Linked DNA regions of Mus musculus: region 2 is linked to region 1. Evidence: chromatin contacts called from public promoter capture Hi-C data. All regions are on one chromosome and are shown on one strand. The core of a region is the stretch at or near the end of the contact, and the rest is flanking DNA. Distances in the headings are between cores, read along the strand shown.

What was found. Promoter capture Hi-C pulls out the DNA fragments that hold promoters and counts their contacts.
Region 2: a promoter capture Hi-C map of liver shows a contact between it and region 1. The contact joins the promoter of Cavin1 here to the enhancer-like site in region 1. A contact is called at or near these places in 14 of 39 promoter capture datasets (the 3T3-L1 cell line, the C10 cell line, the HPC-7 cell line and 9 more), 1 of 15 datasets of contacts at CTCF or cohesin (CD8 T cells), 26 of 484 Hi-C or Micro-C datasets (the 3T3-L1 cell line, the C10 cell line, the CH12 cell line and 18 more), 19 of 115 datasets of contacts at active chromatin or transcription factors (CD8 T cells, the HPC-7 cell line, craniofacial prominence and 12 more) and 3 of 9 other capture datasets (adipose tissue, liver and pancreatic islet).

What each region holds. Positions count from the first base shown.
Region 1 is chr11:100,915,143-100,919,103 of GRCm38.p6, reverse strand. The region is part of intron 1 of Stat3 (signal transducer and activator of transcription 3); the gene reads left to right. Among named protein-coding and RNA genes, the nearest start is that of Gm46295, 21 kb to the left of the region's middle. Within about 2 kb of position 2,468, at least 20 of the 459 cell types and tissues checked have an H3K27ac peak or open chromatin away from gene starts, as enhancers often do. A contact at or near this core is called in liver and trophoblast stem cells, where this site is marked.
Region 2 is chr11:100,968,786-100,972,406 of GRCm38.p6, reverse strand. Cavin1 (caveolae associated 1) reads left to right here and starts at 1,790. Exons shown (of 2, transcript NM_008986.2): 1 at 1,790-2,417. The coding sequence starts at 1,941.

The DNA of each region.
Region 1 (3,961 bases), core at 1,219-3,718:
TAGAAACAGCTAGAGTACAGACTCTGGACATCTGACCCTTTTGGTTAAATGTCAACCTGCTTTATCTCTGCGCATGTTTATTATTGGGATGCAGCGGTCTCAGTGTCCCAAGTGAGCGGAGCTGAAATGGCTTCAGAGGCCGTGCAGCCCCTTGCCCTCCTGGAGTCTGCATTATGGCTGTGATACCTCAAGGAAGAGCATCTCCATGTAAGTGTCAGATGCAACAGGAACGAGGCAGCTGCCCCGTACATAACTCTCTTCATGCCATTGCCCAGTGAAGTTATATCTGAGAGGTCTGTTTTTTGGAGACGGCTTCTCAGCACTGACTGTCCTGGATCTCACTCTGTAGACCAGGCTGGCCTTGAACTCACAGAGATCCTCCATGCCTCTGCCTCCCAAGTACTGGGATTAAAAGCATTTGACACCACCACCCAGTTTAGAATTCCATTTAAATTGTCATCTACACAATGACTGTGACCTCCCAGATGTGGCCAGGCACAGCAAGACTAACAGACCCTTTGGCTCAGGCGCCATACATCTGTTGGAACTCTGGAAAAGTTCTTTGACTTAGCATCGTTCTTGACTCATGACAAAATTCCCAGATCAGAATCCCCAGGAGCTCTGACAGCAGGCTGCATCAGGATGCTGCTCCATGCCATTACTGCCTGTGAGATCCTGAATAAATCATGTCAAATTCTGGGCCTTCATTTCTCCTCGGTAAGATGAAGATAAAATATTGTCTTGACCAATGAGATGGCTCAACAGGTAAAGGTGCTTGCAGCTGAGCCCGACAGCTTACGTTTGATCCCTACCACCCACACAGTGGGAGGAGAGAAATGACTCCTTGAAGATTGTCTTCTGGATGCACCACATCATCATTATCATCAATGGTTAGCACAAAGATGAGATGAAAGTTCCACACGGTATTCAGCTATAGATACTGGTTTTCTTCTTTTCTTTCTTCCTTCTTTTTTTTTTTTTTTTTTTTTTTTTTTTGAAGACAGGGTCTCATGTAGCCCAGGCTATCTTCAAATTCACTGTATAATAAGGATGACCTTGAACTTCTGATGCTTTTGCCTCCACCTCCCGAGTGCTTGCGTGTGCACATCTCCATGCCATGCCTGGTTTTATGTGGTGTTGGCAGTGGAACCCAGGGCCTCGTACGTGCTAGGGAATCTCTTCACTAACTCAGCTACACCTCTAGCTTTTGGATTGTTCTTCAACCAAGGCTCTTGTTGACATTCATCTTTTTATTTTGAATAGTACTTAGTGGGTTTTTCATTGTATGCTGCTGGTGGTGGTTTTAAGACAGGGTCTAGCATAGTCCAGGTTGGCTTCAAACTCACCATTTAGTGGAAGGATGTCCTTAAACTGATCTTCCCATATCTAAGCTCTAAGGATAGGAATTGAAAGCATGCATTTTCATCTTTAGTGTTATTAGGCCTAGAGCTATCCTGTGCAAAATATGTGTGGAGAGATTTGATCATCTTCAGACATCTGTCCTGAGGTAGGGTCACCAGATGCTAATTCCCCCCACCCCACCCCCAGGATATGACAGCAGGGTCCATTATAATGCACGTGCTTCTCCATATCAGGGAAAGCTCTGTGGTTGTCTCTGATAACACCTAGGGAATTGGATGAACTGTTTGCTCTTTGGCTTCCTGAGGCACTGAGAAATGGAATTCCTGTTAAATGAGAGGGTCAAAGACTCAGAAGGAGCAACTACTGTTCACCTGTGACGTCACTTAAGTTTAGTACCATCCTTCCGAGGCGGGGTAGTCCCTGTTGTGCTGAAGAGGAGGCCTATTCAGCAGTCAAGCCTTGTAGAGAGAGTGGAAGGGTCACAGCCTGGGGAGGTGACCTTACGCACAAACTGAGTCCTTTTCCTTTTTTCTAGAGCTAGAGGCAGCTCTGACCGTCGACTTAGTGGTTGACAAAGCACGTCTGGCTGTGTCAATCTAAAGGTTTGCTGTCTTCTGGCTCCTTTTATCTACAATATTTGAAATCAAATATGGTGCATATCCCATATCAGTTATGGATTTTTGTAGTAAATATTTAATCTCAATTGGGGGTTTCTACCCCACCTTAGATCATTTAGTTCCCAGATAAAAGACCCAAAACTTTTATATTTATAATAAGCCTTAAACAACACTAAAGCTGAGCAGATATCATCTCTCTGTGTCTATTTTGTCTACTTTCAGGCAAATAACCCTGAGCTATGACTTGCCGTGTTCCACTTGAGCCGCTCTTACTCCACTGGCCAGCCCTCATGGCCAGATCTCACAATCTCTTACCCCATGGTGTCTTCCTCTCTCCACCTTCTCTCTCTTCCCTTTCATGGTCCTTTCTCTGACCCCAAGCCCAGAAACCAAAATTCTACCCACCTCTCTTCTGCCCAGCTATAGGCTGTAGGTGTCTTAGTCAACCAATAGTTTTAAACTAAGGAGCAAAGTTGCATAACATGACTTGGTGTGTTTGAGGATTTCCTCATCCCTGGGGCAACCGACCCTGGGGCCAGTATTCCGCATCACAGTACATAGGAATAGGTCAGTGCATTATTTGTTTTGTGTTCTCTCTGTCTCCTTCCCCTACCCCCCTTTTTCCTGACTTTCATGCTGGAAGTGAAGAGGAAGTGGTGAATCACACCTTTAATCCTAGTACCCAGGAGGCCAGGCAGGCAGATCTCTTGATGTTGAGGCCAGTCTGCTCTACATATCCAATTTCAGGTCAGCCCGAGCTACATATATGGCCCCAAAGAAGGCTTTTTGACACACTGTGAAATTGAACAGGAATTGTCCTCTTTTAAAGATAGAGTCCCACTTAGCTCAGGTGGGCACTGAACTTATTATGTAGCTGAGGCAGACTTTAAACTCCTGAGCCTGCTGTTTCTTCCTTCCGAATGCTGGGATTAAGGGTGAGTCCCATTACACTCGCTTCAGAAATGTCTCTGTATCACTTTCTGTTGTGGATTTTTATTTGCATTTGCATTTTGTCCCTCTCTTCATCCTCCATTTTAGGTTTACTGGTTCATTTATGTTCATACATGTCTTAGAGAGTTTAGGAAGTTGTGTGATTAAATCCCTTCTATCTGTGGTCTCCTGTGGTTCCCCTAGTTTCTTTAGACTGAACTATACAAATGAGGACTGTTACTTTAATGATAATTTTTCTATTAAGAAGTTCCTTATTAGACTGAAATTATTTTCCTTATGACTTACTGTTGGTAGGTTATTCCCCACAGGGCTAAGAAATTGCTGTTTGGAAAAGTCTAGAAGGATTTGGTGACATGCTGTTTCATTTTCCTTTTCTCTTGAGCTATAGAAACTAGGATCATCAGGGACTAGAGAGATAGCTTGTTAGTTGAGAGCACTGACTGCTCTTACAAAGAACACAAGTTCAGTTTCTAGCACCCTCATGGCCATTCATCATCCAACTGTAACTCTACTTTCAGGAAATTCAGCGCTCGTGTCTGGCCTCTGCTGGTACACACACAAACACACACACTGCACATATATAATATGTAAGCAAAACTTTTATATACATAAAATAATAAATCTCTTAAAACAGAAGAAAATAGGGTCACAGCATCTTAGTTACTGTTCTGTGGCTGTGAAGAGACCCATGACCAAAACAGCTCTTACTAAAGAAAGCATTTAATTTGGGGCTTGCGTACAGTTTTAGACGGTTAAGCACTGCTCATCATGACAGGAAGCAGTCTGGCAAGGGACAGTAGCTGAGAACTTTATATCCTCACAGTAGCAGGCAGAGAAAGATAAGGCCTGATATGGGCTTACAGTGACAAACCTCCAGCAGGCCACACCTCCTAATCCTTCCCAAACGCTTCCACTAACTGATGGGCAAGCATTCAAACATATGAGCAGCATTCTCATTCAAAGGTTCACACACACTTTATCTTTCCTCTGAACATTTGCAATGATGTTCTGCCCACCTCAGCCTCATGAAA
Region 2 (3,621 bases), core at 541-3,040, 54 kb before region 1:
CTTTCTTTTAAAAAGTTGGTAATCTGCCCATTGTGATGGTTATAAAACATGTAGTTTATTTTGTTTGTTTGTTTCCCCATTTGTTTTGTTTTTGAGACAGGGTATCAGTGTATAGCTCTGGCTGGCCCAGAACTAGCTATGTAGACCAAGATGCTGTCGAACTCATAGACATCTGCCTGTCTGCCTTCCAAGTGCTTTGATCAAAGGTATCCCATCACACCTGGCAAATATTCAATTGTATGCAGAAGTTCACTCTTTTTTTTTGTTTTGTCTTTCAAGACAGGGTTTCTCTGTGTAGTCCTGGCTATCCTGAATCTCACTATGTAGACTAGGCTGGCCTCGAACTCAGAGATCTGCCTGCCTCTGCTTCCCAATGGCTGGGACTAAAGGCGTGCGTCGCCACTCTCGCCTGAGGGTCTCTCTTCTTTAACCTCAAGTGAGAAAACCAATTGGTGTGTTGGGGGATTGCTGTTTTATTCAGAGGTCCCTAAAGTTCTATACCCTATATGGCAATCTGCTCCACACGTTGGTGAATTGATTGATTAGATCGACGACCCTCGAGTCTCCACAGAGCAGCGTTTAACTTAAGGAGGGTGGGCACCAGACTAGAAGTGACCTTTTGCCGAGAACCCATCCAGGCGGGGAACCCCAAGCCTGGTTTCCTAATCAGGGAAAAGGTTTTCAGTATCTCTGTGGGAAAGGGAATTGGGGTGGCTCCAGGGATTGCTGAGGGCCTGTGTCTAGAGACACAGGGCAGCCTGTGTCTCTAGACGTCTGTGCTAAGGACTTTTCTGCGCCTGCTCAGAACTGCCAGCTCCTTGGTGTTCAGCACCATGAAGAAAACTGTTCGCTTCCCCATTCGGTAGTACCGCTATAGTTGCCCCAATTCCTGCCCCAGGGAAAGGTACTGAGTACCGGTGGAGTTCAGAGACCTGGAGCTAAGAACAGATGGCAACAGTAACCTGGAGTGAACCCTGGAGAGCCACCTGCCTCCTCTTGGCCTTCTTTTCTCTGCTAGGTAAAGAGATGGGGTTCCGTGATCTCCCTGAATGCTCACCTAATATCCGAGAACCCAAGGGAAGAACGAGTCCGACGCTCACATTCTTAGAATTAGCTAGATATCTGCTGGAGGGGGCCCTGGGAGAAGTGACCAAAAGCTTTTACTTTATAATTTACTTCTCGCCTTAATCATGCCCTGTCCTTACAATTCTAAGAGAAACCTAGAGGCCCTTTCTAGGCCGTCACCCTTTCTGTCATTTCATCTCTTCCCTCTCTCTCACTAACAACCCCACAAGATTTGGGGGACAGTGGTAACTCAGTGTATAGATAGACGATGGGGGCAGACCCCCAAATCTTTGAAAAAGATTGTATAGGGCAAGGATCCTCCAAGGACATGAGGCATAGACACAAACTACTCGTTTACACCCAATTCACGCGCCATTTGGACCTCAGCTTGATCTTAAAAGGCTGGAGTGGGTTTGTGGGTGAGGAAAGAGAAAGAGTAGAGCACACTCCGAAGACCTAATTCCTTTCCGCAGCTCACATTCCTCTGCCCCAGTCCCGCTGCCGCAGCCTCCACTGCCAAGGGGGGCCCTAGACTCCCGCTCCAACTATTCCAACCATCCTGAACAGGGTGGGGCGCCCAGCTCTTGGGTTCCCCTCTGCTGCCCCTCCGGGGTTGGTCTCCCCTCCTGCCCCGGTTCCTCCCTTTCTGGGGTGGGGCCAGCCAATGGCCGACGGGACTCCGGGTTTGGTCTAGGAGCCGGGCAACTCGCAGATTCCCCGCCCCACAGTTCTGGCTAGAGTCCCGGTGCGCACGGACGTGGCTCGAGTTTCCTCCGCTCTGGGCTCCTGCTCGCTGTCCAGTCTCTCGCTCCTCCTTCTCTCCCGGTCTCCCGCTCCAGTTCCACCCGGTCGGCCCCGCACGGCTCCGGGAAGCCATGGAGGATGTCACGCTCCATATCGTTGAGCGGCCGTATTCCGGATTTCCCGATGCTTCCTCAGAGGGCCCGGAGCCCACCCAAGGGGAGGCGCGGGCCACGGAGGAGCCGTCGGGGACCGGCTCCGACGAGCTGATCAAGTCGGACCAGGTGAACGGTGTGCTGGTGCTGAGCCTTCTGGATAAAATCATCGGCGCCGTTGACCAGATCCAGCTGACCCAAGCCCAGCTGGAGGAGCGACAGGCGGAGATGGAGGGCGCTGTGCAGAGCATCCAGGGAGAGCTGAGCAAGCTGGGCAAGGCGCACGCCACCACGAGCAACACCGTGAGCAAGTTGCTGGAGAAGGTGCGCAAGGTCAGCGTCAACGTGAAGACCGTGCGCGGCAGCCTGGAGCGCCAGGCCGGCCAGATAAAGAAACTGGAGGTCAACGAGGCGGAGCTGCTGAGGCGCCGCAACTTCAAAGTCATGATCTACCAGGTGAGCCCGCGGGGCGGACCGCGCCCAGAGCTGGGGTCCCGGCCTGGGATCCGGGTGGGGACACCCGGCCGAGGCTCGTCTCTCCGCCAGCCCGGCCTGGTGAGAGCGGTCAGGAGCTCCTCCCCCCTTCCTGTGAACCCAGTTGGAGTGGGGTTTAGGGAGTGGCAAACTCTTGGGGCTCACAGAGGGGCGCACCCTGCGCCTTCCTCTCCAGGCTCCTCCCCACGGTCTCTAACTCCTATCGGAAAAGTTAGCGGGCTAGACTTGGGAACGCTGAATGCTCCCAGCTTGTCTCTGTCAAACGCCTTTCCACTTGGAGGAAGTTTTTTTTTTGGTGGGGCGGAGAGAGGGAAAAGGGAGGGAATGCCCGAGGTCTCTGGTGGTCTCTGTATGCCCCTCTGTAAGCAGACACTAAAGGTGGGGCCCGGGACCTGGGGCCTCCGGCGCTGCGGGCCCGATATAGCGGGTGATTCAGGGCTCAGGCACGCAGTGGCGGGGGCGCCATGCAAGGGACACGATCGTCAGCCCCCCACACCCTATCCCCGCGCCCCCGCACCAACCTCGGCTACCCACGCATGTCCCTAGGCCGCGATCTGCCCCTGGCCTCCAGGCACTTTCAGTTCCCAAGGGTCTTGCAGTGCGCGGGCGCCCTTGGCGCCTGCTGGGAGCGGGTGGGGCAGGTAGGGTGGGCGTTAGGAGTGTAAGTGGGGCGGGTGGAGGTGGCGGTCTGGGCGCAGTGAATCACCCCACCCCCGCATGATTGCGGGGGCCATGTCCCGAGCTGTGAAGGTGCTGGTGGGTGGAGGCTGCCGCACTCCACGGGCTCCACCCGTTGCATTCTTTGCACCTTTCTGGGTTCCTCCAGCCTGGATATAACTGTGATATCTTAACCCCTAAAGCATCTGAGAGTCAGTGCAGTGCAGATTTGTCCCTGCGCTCCCCATCCCTGACCCCCTTGAGAGTAAGGCTGAGCTGAGTGTGGACTTAGTGCTCTTTCCCTGGGAGGGAATGTGCTGAGCTCTGCGTCCTCCTGCTTGGGCCTAGTTGATGCTTCTACTCCTAATAGGAGTGATGGTTGTAGGGTTAGTTTATGCTCCTGAAGGGAATGGAAACGTGCTCTACCTTCAAAGATCTTTGTAAAGGGGCTGTGATCACCAAGCTCAGAGACTTTCTTGATTAAGATGCCCCAGAGTAACCATGTGAT